Regions from separate parts of the Triticum aestivum genome. Here region 2 is linked to region 1. The links are chromatin contacts, called in public Hi-C maps. All regions are on one chromosome and are shown on one strand. Each heading gives the region's core, a stretch centred on a gene start, on an enhancer-like site or on the middle of the called end of the contact. The rest is flanking DNA. Distances are from core to core; before and after follow the strand shown. Region 1 holds the start of LOC123171105. Region 2 holds the start of LOC123166105 (NADH dehydrogenase [ubiquinone] iron-sulfur protein 6, mitochondrial).

The links. Hi-C and Micro-C count contacts between places; a contact is called where the count stands out from the background.
Region 2: a contact with region 1 is called in a Hi-C map of leaf, with 4 times the contacts expected there. The contact joins the promoter of LOC123166105 here to the promoter of LOC123171105 in region 1. A contact is called at or near these places in 2 of 5 Hi-C or Micro-C datasets (both in leaf).

The regions. Positions count from the first base shown.
Region 1 is chr7D:366,615,282-366,620,416 of IWGSC CS RefSeq v2.1, reverse strand. It overlaps LOC123171105, which reads left to right and starts at 2,174. Exons shown (of 9, transcript XM_044588747.1): 1 at 2,174-2,283; 2 at 2,551-2,625; 3 at 2,713-2,840; 4 at 2,961-3,118; 5 at 3,654-3,945; 6 at 4,048-4,203; 7 at 4,276-4,570; 8 at 4,643-4,710; 9 at 5,135. The coding sequence starts at 2,174. The coding sequence ends at 4,682.
Region 2 is chr7D:367,301,736-367,306,870 of IWGSC CS RefSeq v2.1, reverse strand. LOC123166105 (NADH dehydrogenase [ubiquinone] iron-sulfur protein 6, mitochondrial) reads left to right here and starts at 2,827. Exons shown (of 3, transcript XM_044583868.1): 1 at 2,827-3,068. The coding sequence starts at 2,925.

The DNA of each region.
Region 1 (5,135 bases), core at 925-3,424:
GTGGTCAGGGGAACTCTTCGGGAGAGCATGTTTCGGTCATCTTGTTCTCAAACACCCTGAAGTGTGAGAACGTAAAAGAGGGGTCGAATATTGCGGGTAAAGTGTACAAACCTCTGCAGAGGGTTAAAACCTAATCGATTAGCCGTGTCCCCGGTTACGGACAACTTGAGCCTCTGGACTTGGATCTATCTCGGAACTCTCAACACCGGACTGATAACATAATTGTGGGCAACTTATGATGTTTTGGGAGATGAGACATCGGTTGGCGGAACCATGTCATGATAGTAAACTCCGTAGTACAGACTCCGGTTAATTCCTTTGATGTAGGGAAAATAAAACCAGCTTTTACGCAAACAAAACTCAGATACAGAGCCACAAAGCCATATTGCATATAGTATAGTTTTATCATCTGTTTTCTCATGTTGTGATCTTGCTGGTACATTCAATGTACTGACCTACACGGCTGCAACGTATCATGTTGCAGGATTTTCTTCGACGAGTAAGAGTTATGATACAGGGTTACGGTCTACACTCAACTTGCCGATGGCGTTGATGGGACTCCACCCCCGTTTAATTGTTTCCGCTGAGTATTATGAGGTATATATCAGTTTTACGTTATTTATACATGTGATTGCACTTTGATATATACATTGATGTACTGTGTGTGCCAGCATACTGATCCAGGGATGGCACAGAAACACAGAGGCTTGACCGTCTGAGGTCGGGTCGCTACAGTATTAGTCATGCCCCCAAACAAATTAGAAGACTATCCGTGTAACTTTCTTTTGCGGTGCCTTTGGTATGTGACTCGTGTGGCAGTGTGTGTATTTCTGTCCGTCGAAAAACAGCGTGGGTAATACTGTTTTTCTTTTTTGACTGACATGGTGGATACGTAATTTCCTTTTGTTTACAAACTTCTTCCATTTTATTCACTCACCTTATTGGAGTACCTAACCGATTAGGGTGTGTTTGAATGTAAAGTATTTTTGCAGTTTTTTAGGAATACCGTGGTTTCAGGAAAAAAAAAACCTTGGTATTAAATACTTTAAGGTGTTTGGATGAAAGAAATACCGTAGTTTAAGATGTTTTGGTATTGCTCATACCATAGTTTTCTTGCGGTATCTAAAAAAGAGGCCCCGACCCCTTTTTTAAAAACTGAACGGAGCAAAAAGTAAGCGATTCCGACTCCTCATCATTATCTGTTAATCGTAGTGTAATTTATACCCTGTTTATTAGGCTTTTTTAGTTAGGTGATTAATTTGTGTCCCATTGGTCTCTCGAGTCCATGTTCTTCTGGCGGTTGTTGCCAGTGATTCCTCCGTTCGATCAGTGATCTAGCATGCATCTATTGAGTCACGCTAGCATCTAGAAGAGTGCGAGAGGACTTGGCTTGCATGGCATGGCTGCATGCATTGGACGGCTGCTTTTACATGTTGATCTGCTCCTTAAGTATAGCTGAGTTAGTTGCAGTCAGCCAAAAATTACGAGAAAACAACATTTGCCAAACGGACAGGTGGTTTCGGCAAAACAGAGAAAAACCATGGTTTAAACAAACCGAGGTATTCATTGCCCTCGTGTTGAGAAACTGAGGTTTTGGATTACCACAGTTTTAAAAAGACAGTGCTGCCAAACTAGGCCTTAACTTTTTCTTTCGCAGGACCTTACCGATCAACTTACTGTGCAAGAAAGTAAGGAAGGCAAGTTGGTAAGAGTTCCGTTTGGAGACAGTTGTACTCGGAACAGAAATACATATTCTGAGACTTAGTCAAGTAAATTTGAGACGCTGACATGTGGGCCATCTTCGGATCTGACCCACATGTCAGAGAGCACAAACCCACCTCGCACCTGGGTTAGACCGGCACTTGGACTGGTTCGCTCACACAGAAAACTCTCCCCCTTTCCTTCCCCAATTGCCCTCCCCTCGTTTCTTCTCCACCTGTCCAGTTGGCAAGCCCCTCGCCGCCCCTCGCCGCCGTAACCTCCCTTCCAGTCGTCGGCTCTCCTAGCTCATCTGGTCGCCTCGACTCCCATCATTGGGGCCGGCGAAGAAGCCAGCCTCGAAGTCGTCGGATACGGGTCCAGTCGTGGAGCAGGAGGAGTCCCGTCACACTCGCAGGTACATCGCGCTCCTGGTGATTTGGCTTAGGCGATTTGTGCTCTCTTTACCTGAATCATGCTGTACATTCGTTCTAGTTCTCGCAATGTGGACGCGGGGGCGGGGAAGTCGACAGCCCCGAACTCGTCAGACAAGGCTCCAGTCATCGAGCAGGGGTCCCATCGCAGGTACTTCGCGCTCGTAGTGATTTGGCGTAGGCGATTTATGCTTTGTTTATCCGAATCATGCTGTTCTTGAATCTTGAGGTGTATTCGTTCCGTACCGGCAGTGTGGACGTGGGGGCGGGCAAGATGGCAGCGCCGAACTTGTCACACAAGGCTACAGTCGTGGATTAGGAGTCCAATCGCAGGTACTTCGCACTCTTAGTGATTCGGCGTAGCCGATTTGTGCTTTGTTTACCCGAATCATGCTGTTCTTGATGTGTATTCGTTCAGTACTGGCAGTGTGGAGGTGAGGGCGGGCAAGAACACAGCGCCGAACTCGTCAGACACGGTTCCTGTCGTCCGCAGGTACTTCGTGCTCCTAGTGATTTCGCGTACCTGATTAGTGATTTTGTTTATCCCAAATCATGTTGTTCTTAATGTGTATTCGTTCAGTACTGGCAGATTGGAGGTGCTTGAGGAGGAGGATTCTGACGATAATGCAGCGGGGAATGGGAGCCAACGCACCACCTCCAATGCGGATTCTCTTCTTCGTGATCTTCAGGCTCAAGGGAGAAAGCTTGGTAACAACCCGAACCCCTCCTGCATCTCCTCTCTCTCTCTCTCTCTCTCACACACACACACACACACACACACACACACACTCTCCTCCGTATCTTACTTGATTGATCCCTTGATCCCAGCTCTGGAGAGATTCAGGAGAATGTGCAGAGTACTCGGTGCTGACTACAAGAAGAGGTTATCTGAGATGGGTTGCATGTCTGATGACGATGTTGACATGGACCGACTATACAAAGAAATGGATCTTCTGGATGTGACCATCAATTCCAACTACAAGAAGGTAATCTTTAAGTTTGTAAAAAATTATACCAATTTCTACAACAATTGTGTTCTGGAAACTTGGTGGATCGATTGATACTGATCTACTTTTGTAGGTGTTAGTACACCTTATCTATATAGTTGGTCAATAGATGTTATCTAGCTAGGTGTCTCTTCAAATCAGGTGATTGTGGTGTGTAACAGTGACAATTCTGACCTTCAGTAACCTATTTATGGCTGAAATTCGAATGAACGAGATTAATATCTCCCAGTAAAGAATTTGTGTTATCTAGCTGAAATTTGGAAGCACTGTGAGTCTTTCATTGCTACCGTTGACAAAGTCGGGATTTCATCCAGTTAATTTAGGAACGCCTTCATTATGCACTATATTGGGGGGGGGGGGGGGGGTGGGGATCTTTTAGTCTCAGTAGTAAATGGTATTTCATCTACATATATCAGGAGATTTTTTATGGTACAGCAGCATATTTTGTTTTTTCTGCTCTTTCGGGTAGTTTACTGGCCTTATATTTACGCTATTATGCATTGTTTGTTTGCAGCTCAAAGATGTCGGTAGCGAGTTGTTTCTGGAGTGGGGGCGTGCAGATACCCTGCTCAAGAACATGTTGAAGTTCTCCTATGTTATATCTGTCCATGATTCCACCACACCTGCTGAGATTGACGAACCTCATTTCCTTGATACCTTGTGGGTCAAAAAGGCCCGGACAGAGCTAGATGACAGGAGAAAGGATGCGAAGAAGGAATACCAGAAGCAGAAGGAGAAGCTGAAGGGAATGATTCATGAAAGTCGCCTAACCTATGATTTTGTGGGATTCAATCCCAAAGAAAAAGGTAATATTATATAGGCCTGACATATATGCCTTTACAATGCATATGCTTTTGTGCACAGTTGCACATCTTGCGGTACAGTAATTTGATTGTGTTCCTATTCAGTGGACCCTAAGAACTATTATCAGGAGACATGCAAGGTTCTGAAGCAGATTGAAAAGATTCGAGAGCTATCTGTCAGCCGAAAGGAGATGGTCTACCGAATGGAAAGGGTCCAAATGGCCATTGCTCAAAACAAACTTCCGACACCCAAAATAAGGGGTATTCCATTTGTTTTGTAGAAATGCATTTGTTTTTATTCCTTCTGTTTCATAGTTCATTTTTGTTGTGCAGATCTCAAGGAATTGGCGATGAATCATGTGAAGAAGATAAGTGTTAAGGGTCAACCAATTATATACTCCCTTCGTTCGGAATTACTTGTCGCGGAAATGGATGTATCTAGACGTATTTTAGTTCTACATACATCCATTTCCGAGACAAGTAATTCCGAACGGAGGGAGTACAATGGAGAGGATATTAGTACCGCATTCGATAACCTTGAGTCTGAAATTGATGCTCTTGAAGAACAGCATGAGCAGCAACTTGAGAAGGAAGCAAGAATGTTGAAAACACGGACCCGATCTGGCGGGTATGTGTGAAAATAATTTCCCTGTGAAAGGTTTTAGGGAAGCATTGATGATTCTTTGCCCTGCTGTTTCAGGGCATCTCTGTCTGTTTCGTCGGAGTCGGATTCGGATTGAGCAAATTCTGCAACCTGCTCTGGAAGAGGTATGTGAATCAGTGAATGTGCCTCCACGCCTTCATTGGGATGTACTAGGGACATGTTTCATTCTACACTGCAGTAGTTTAACTGTGAGAGCTTATGTGGCTTATGTAATAGGAATTTTAACCGTGGAAAAATTACCTTCTACAATTTACTGTGGTCGAGCATTCATTTCACTAGCTGTAGTACAAGTGCGCTGCATGTCACATTAAACGTATTACTGAAATTGTAAAGGCTGTAAACAATGAAGTAACTACCCATTCGTGCCGATCACCGTTCTGCTAATCTGCTTGTATACCTTAAAAGAAGTTGGCCGTCTCTTGCACTCTGAACTCTGATGATGGCTTCAGCGTGTGATCTTCCGTCAGTATGCTGGTAGCTTATTTGACATTACCCTCTGTTTTAACATGATTATCCTTGTACACGCAGG
Region 2 (5,135 bases), core at 1,578-4,077, 690 kb before region 1:
AAATCCATGAACTTTCTTCAAATTGATGATTTTTTTTAAAAAAATTGATGAACTTTTCAAATTTGATTTTTTTTTCAAATTGATGAACTTTTCTCATTTTTTGACCTTTTTTCAAAATCAATGAATTTTTTAAAACTTGTGAACTTTTTTCAAAATCACCATGAACTTTTTCGAATTCATGATTTTTTTAAATTCATGATTTTTTCTGATATTCATGAACCTTTTTCCAGTTTTGTGAACTTTTGTATTCATGATTTTTTTGGATATTTCTTTTTTCAAGAAGTCAACCGCGACCGAGCGAATAGTGCGACCGTTGGAAGAGTGACAGGTAGCCTTTGATACTGGGCTGTCCCAGATTGCAGGGCGCGTGGGCGCCGGCTCTCCGGCCGATCCTATATGACGCTCGTGCGCGTCCTGTCGTCGCTACTTCGCTGAAGCGAAACGAGCGACCGAGGCGACACAACCGGCCCACTTCGAACAAGCACCTAGTTTTCGGAACCTTCTAGTAGTTTCCCTGAACCGTTTTTTTTAAATTTTATCGATTTTGCTTTTTGCTTTTTTCTGTTTTATTTTTTTTATTTTTTCTTTCTATTTTTTCTGTTTCCGTTTCTTTTCATTTTTTCCTTTTCTTTCATTTTGTCATTTTCGTTTTTATTTTTATACTTTGTTTTCAAGAAAATGTTTTCAAATCCCAAATTTTGTTCGTGATTTCAAAAATTGTTCATAATTTAAAATTGTTGAGCGTATATCACAAAATGTTCAATGTGTATTTAAATGTTTGTTCAATGTATATCACAAAATTGTTCGATGTGTAGTTAAAAATTGTTCAGCGGATATTACAAAATGTTCAATGTATATTTAAAATTTGTTCATTATATATCACCAAAATGTTCAATGTATCATAAATATTGTTCAATACATATCTTAAATATTCAGTGTATAACAAAAAATTGTTAAGTGTATATTACAAAATGTTCAATATATATTTAAAAATTATTCATCGTATATATAGAAGTTCAATAAATGTCTGGTTTTTCAAAAAAATGTTCATGTTTCTTTTTATAAAATAACCACGTTTAAAAATTTTGTTCGAGTTTCAAAATTTGTTCAAGAAAACATTATTCATTTTCTAAAGGAATGATTAAAAAATAAATCTGCCGTTGTACAATACTTTTAGTTTAACGCTGTAATTTAACTCGACACGGCTATCCAGCTTAGGTCACGGGTTCGAATCCATCCATCACTACAATTTTTTGTGACATTTTTTTATTACATTCGCTTGTCGCCTGGTAATGGGCCGGCCCGTTTGAGCGAAAGGTCTTCATTGTGACGCTCAAGAGCGCTGAGCAGGAGCTCTCCGGTTCTCCTAGCCGGCGGTTAAGGAGGGAAAACCCTATTCGGCGCATTCTGCAGCAAGTTGTCGACCTACTGCACATGTTCGATAGTAAATGGGCCTGGCCAGTTAGCTCTTTTTTTAGGTGGGATAATTTTCCAGTTTTGGGAACATTTTGGACGGTTCCTGGCCGGTTTTGGGAACCTTCCAGAAGGTTCTTGAGCTGGGTTTTTTAGTTTTCTTTTTTGTTTGTTCTTCTTCTTTTCGTTTTTAGTTATTTATGTTTCTTTTTCTTGTTTTTTTCCTGTTTGTTTGTTTTCTTTCCTTTTCTTTTCTTCTCTTAAAGTAAATCAAAATATTCAAATTTTGTTTGTGTTTCCAAAAAATGTTCTCAAAACTAAAAAATTGTTCTCGTTACACAAAAAAGTGCAAAGCTTTCTAAATTCAGAAATGTAACGGATTTTAATTTTTTGTTCACGTATTCAAAAAATGTTCGTGCTTTCAAATTTGTTCGGAATTTTTCAAAAATTGTCGTCTGTTTCCGAATTTGTTCTCAAGATTCAAAAAATGTTCATGCTTTAAAAAATTGTTCGCGCTTCCAAATTTGTTCTCCGTTCCAATTTTTTTTTCAAGATTTAAAAAATGTTCATGCTTTAAAAAATTGTTCAAAAATTCCAAAAAAGTTCATATTTTCAAAAAATGTTTGGAAAATTCAAATTTTGTTCGTTTTCATATTGTTTGTGTTTGTGAAATAAAATGTTACGTTCAAAAAATTACTCAAAATTTGGAAAAAAATTGGGATTTTGTCAAACAGTGTTAAGTCCGGAACTATACTTAGTTTCTTGGAGGTTTTCGCTGTATTTCGGTCCATTCTATCGCAGTGGCTGGCACCTAGCTCGCGCAAGCTTGCGGACCCGTTTTCAATTCCTAGCCACCGCGCGCTACGTGTATTTGTCACAGAATGCGGCAGCGTCCCCTATTTGCTGCAGAATGGGGCAAATAGGGAGACCCGTTAACGAGCTCCCGTATAAGGGCACCACGCGTGCCGCCATGAGGGCACCTACAATGCAGGCGATAAGGACCGATGCCAGGGTGGGAATCCTGACCGTCTTGGGCAATTCCCACCCGATCCTGGGAAAATTGCTTGCGTCGATGCCAGACGTATCATCGGGCGCTTCAGTTTTTTCGTCGTGTAAACTGGCATAGACCCGAGTGGATGCCTACGTACAAAGCGTTGGAGGTAGGGACGCTAAGCAGGCGCTTATCCATAAATTTATTTTTAATTTACTATCCAAGCGCCAGGCGCCTCGCGTTGGTGATGCCCTGACACGACCCCATTCATAAACGGGCTACTGTGGGCCGTTCCGTACCAGGCACGTTAATGGGTCAGCCCGAGCTATCCCGGCCCATTTGGCCAGGTCTGCCTGTAATGACTTTTTAGTGTGAATAAAGTTACATGTATTTAAGTTCTCAAAAAAAAGTTACATGTATTATTTATGAACATAAATAAATTTGCAGGGCAAAAGAACTCGTCTCTATTTGCTCCCAAACTCACCCGAGACCTGCATACCCTTTCCCCCCGTCATCAGCCATGGCGACCGCAACGAGGCTGCTCCCGACGCTCCTCAGAACCCTAACCGGCACCCGCCACGCTGGCGCGGCGCGGGGCCTCGCCACGGAGAAGGCAGTCGGTGCTGCGGCCGTCGTTGGAAGCCACACCGCCAAATGGATGCAGGTACCCATCCCCTCGTCTCCGCTCTCTAGATTCCGATCCGGTTGGATCAGATTCCTAGGCCTCTAGAAGTTACCTCATTTCTCGTACGATCCACCCAATCCGGTGCGAAAGGTCGCGCCTTTTCGTGTCCAGCGTGGATTTTTGCGATCGGTATAGCGTGTGGCCCTTGTTTAGGTGCGTAGTTGCATGCTTAATTTTGGATTCCCCATTTAGCTTAGGTCAATCTTGGTGTTCCTTTGAGACACTTTTGGGCTGCTTGATGCTAGGTGTGTGTCTAATGGATTCAGCTGTTTTGTTGGTAGATCTGGATGTCTTAGATAACTCTCATCTTTCGGCTTGCTATGATAAGTGTAAGCTCGTTGATAGCACATGTTATGAGTGGATATATCTATTTGGTCCATTTCATTTTCAGATACTAATCATGTGATCAGTTTGGAACTCCCCACCCTTGTCATAAATTTGCTGACAGTGTTAGGAACGGTGATGCATCTATGAATTCTTACAACTGACAGCTATGAATCTGCACGTTGAACTGTACCAATTCCTCTGGTTGACCCATCCTTCAGTTATGAGCTAGCAGAGTCATGTAAACAATCTGCAGCTACAGCTAAACACATGAGCAAGTTGATGAGATCAACATTCTGTGAGTTTTTCTTTTTTTGAAATGGAGGCAAAAGATTTGCCTCATCCATTAATTAAGAAGAAGAGAACTGCACGGTTAATTAATGGAAAACCGGGTGAAAACCGTTACAATCCGCTGAGCGGCACACATAAGATAACCCACACACGCCGCTGTGAAGGAAGCCTAGTCGAGGTAGCACGGAGGTGTCATCGTCATCACTTCTCCCCTGGCACACGATATCATCATACCCACTCTTTGAGAAGCGACTCCGACTTCACCGCAGACGACCACCGAGCCAAGCCACACCATAGAGGCAGTGTGAAGCCACATGAAGATCCTGCCAATCACCCAGCAACCTGCGATGAGGACAACGCAGCTCCGATTCCGACGGAGAGCTATGAAGGAGAAATGTGCTAGGCTGGCGCTAGAAGATCGCCGAACAGACCACTTGCCACCCACCATCGTTGCCACATGCACCCCACGCCGCAGCTCTGACTTCAGAGTGACAGACAATCCGAGGCAAACTCGTGAACATGCCGGAGAAGAGCCGACTACCGCAGTCATTGCCGCGACCCCGACATCTCTCACCCTCATCATCGTTGCCACAAAAGCCTTGTCACCAACACTGCCATCTTCCACCGGCCACCGCAGCGACCACTGCGACGACCCCACCATCCTCACGCAACCACTGGTCCCTCCAGCCGGTCACCACTCCAAGAACGATGCCCCCAAGGGGGAGCATGACGCATGATGCCACTATCGTCCGATCACGAGCAGATCTAGGGTTTCCCCTGGAGTGGTCTGGATGGAGAGCCTGCACCGCGCCTCAACAACGTCTTCAAGAAGAAAACGATGCCTGCCTTGGCCAACAACCAGAAGCTAAGCTTTTGCTCGGCGCTGCCAGACCCTCCGCCTGCACAGAACAGCCAGACCACCAAACTGCCACTTGCCATTCCCGCCATCCGCAGCGACCCATCAGATGAGCCCAACCCAGGCCCATCGGCCATACAGGACCGACAAAACCCAGATCTGGTGGGAGGACCTCCCAGATCCAGGCCCACTGGAGCCTTCCGCCTTGCTGCCACTGCTGGCATGGCGGACCAGAGGCACGCCGCCGTGGAGCGTCGCACCGCACAGCCACTGCCACGCCTTGGCAGGACCCACGCTGCATCACGGAGGAGCAGCTTCATGTCGAAGGAGCCGCTGCCGCAGGAAACCACCTCATCCAGCCACCGCAGCCGTGCCCAGCACAGCGCCGTGATGAAGCGCAGGTCCTGCCAAGGCGTGGCGGTGGCTGTGCGCTGTGACGCTCCAGGGCGGCATGCTTCTGATCTTGTGAAATCGACATTTTGTGAGAGTAGCTACCAATATATCTGATGATCTTGTGAAATCGACAAGAAGTTTAAATGAATGAAGGTTCAGTGGGTTTAACGTTTGTGGACTTA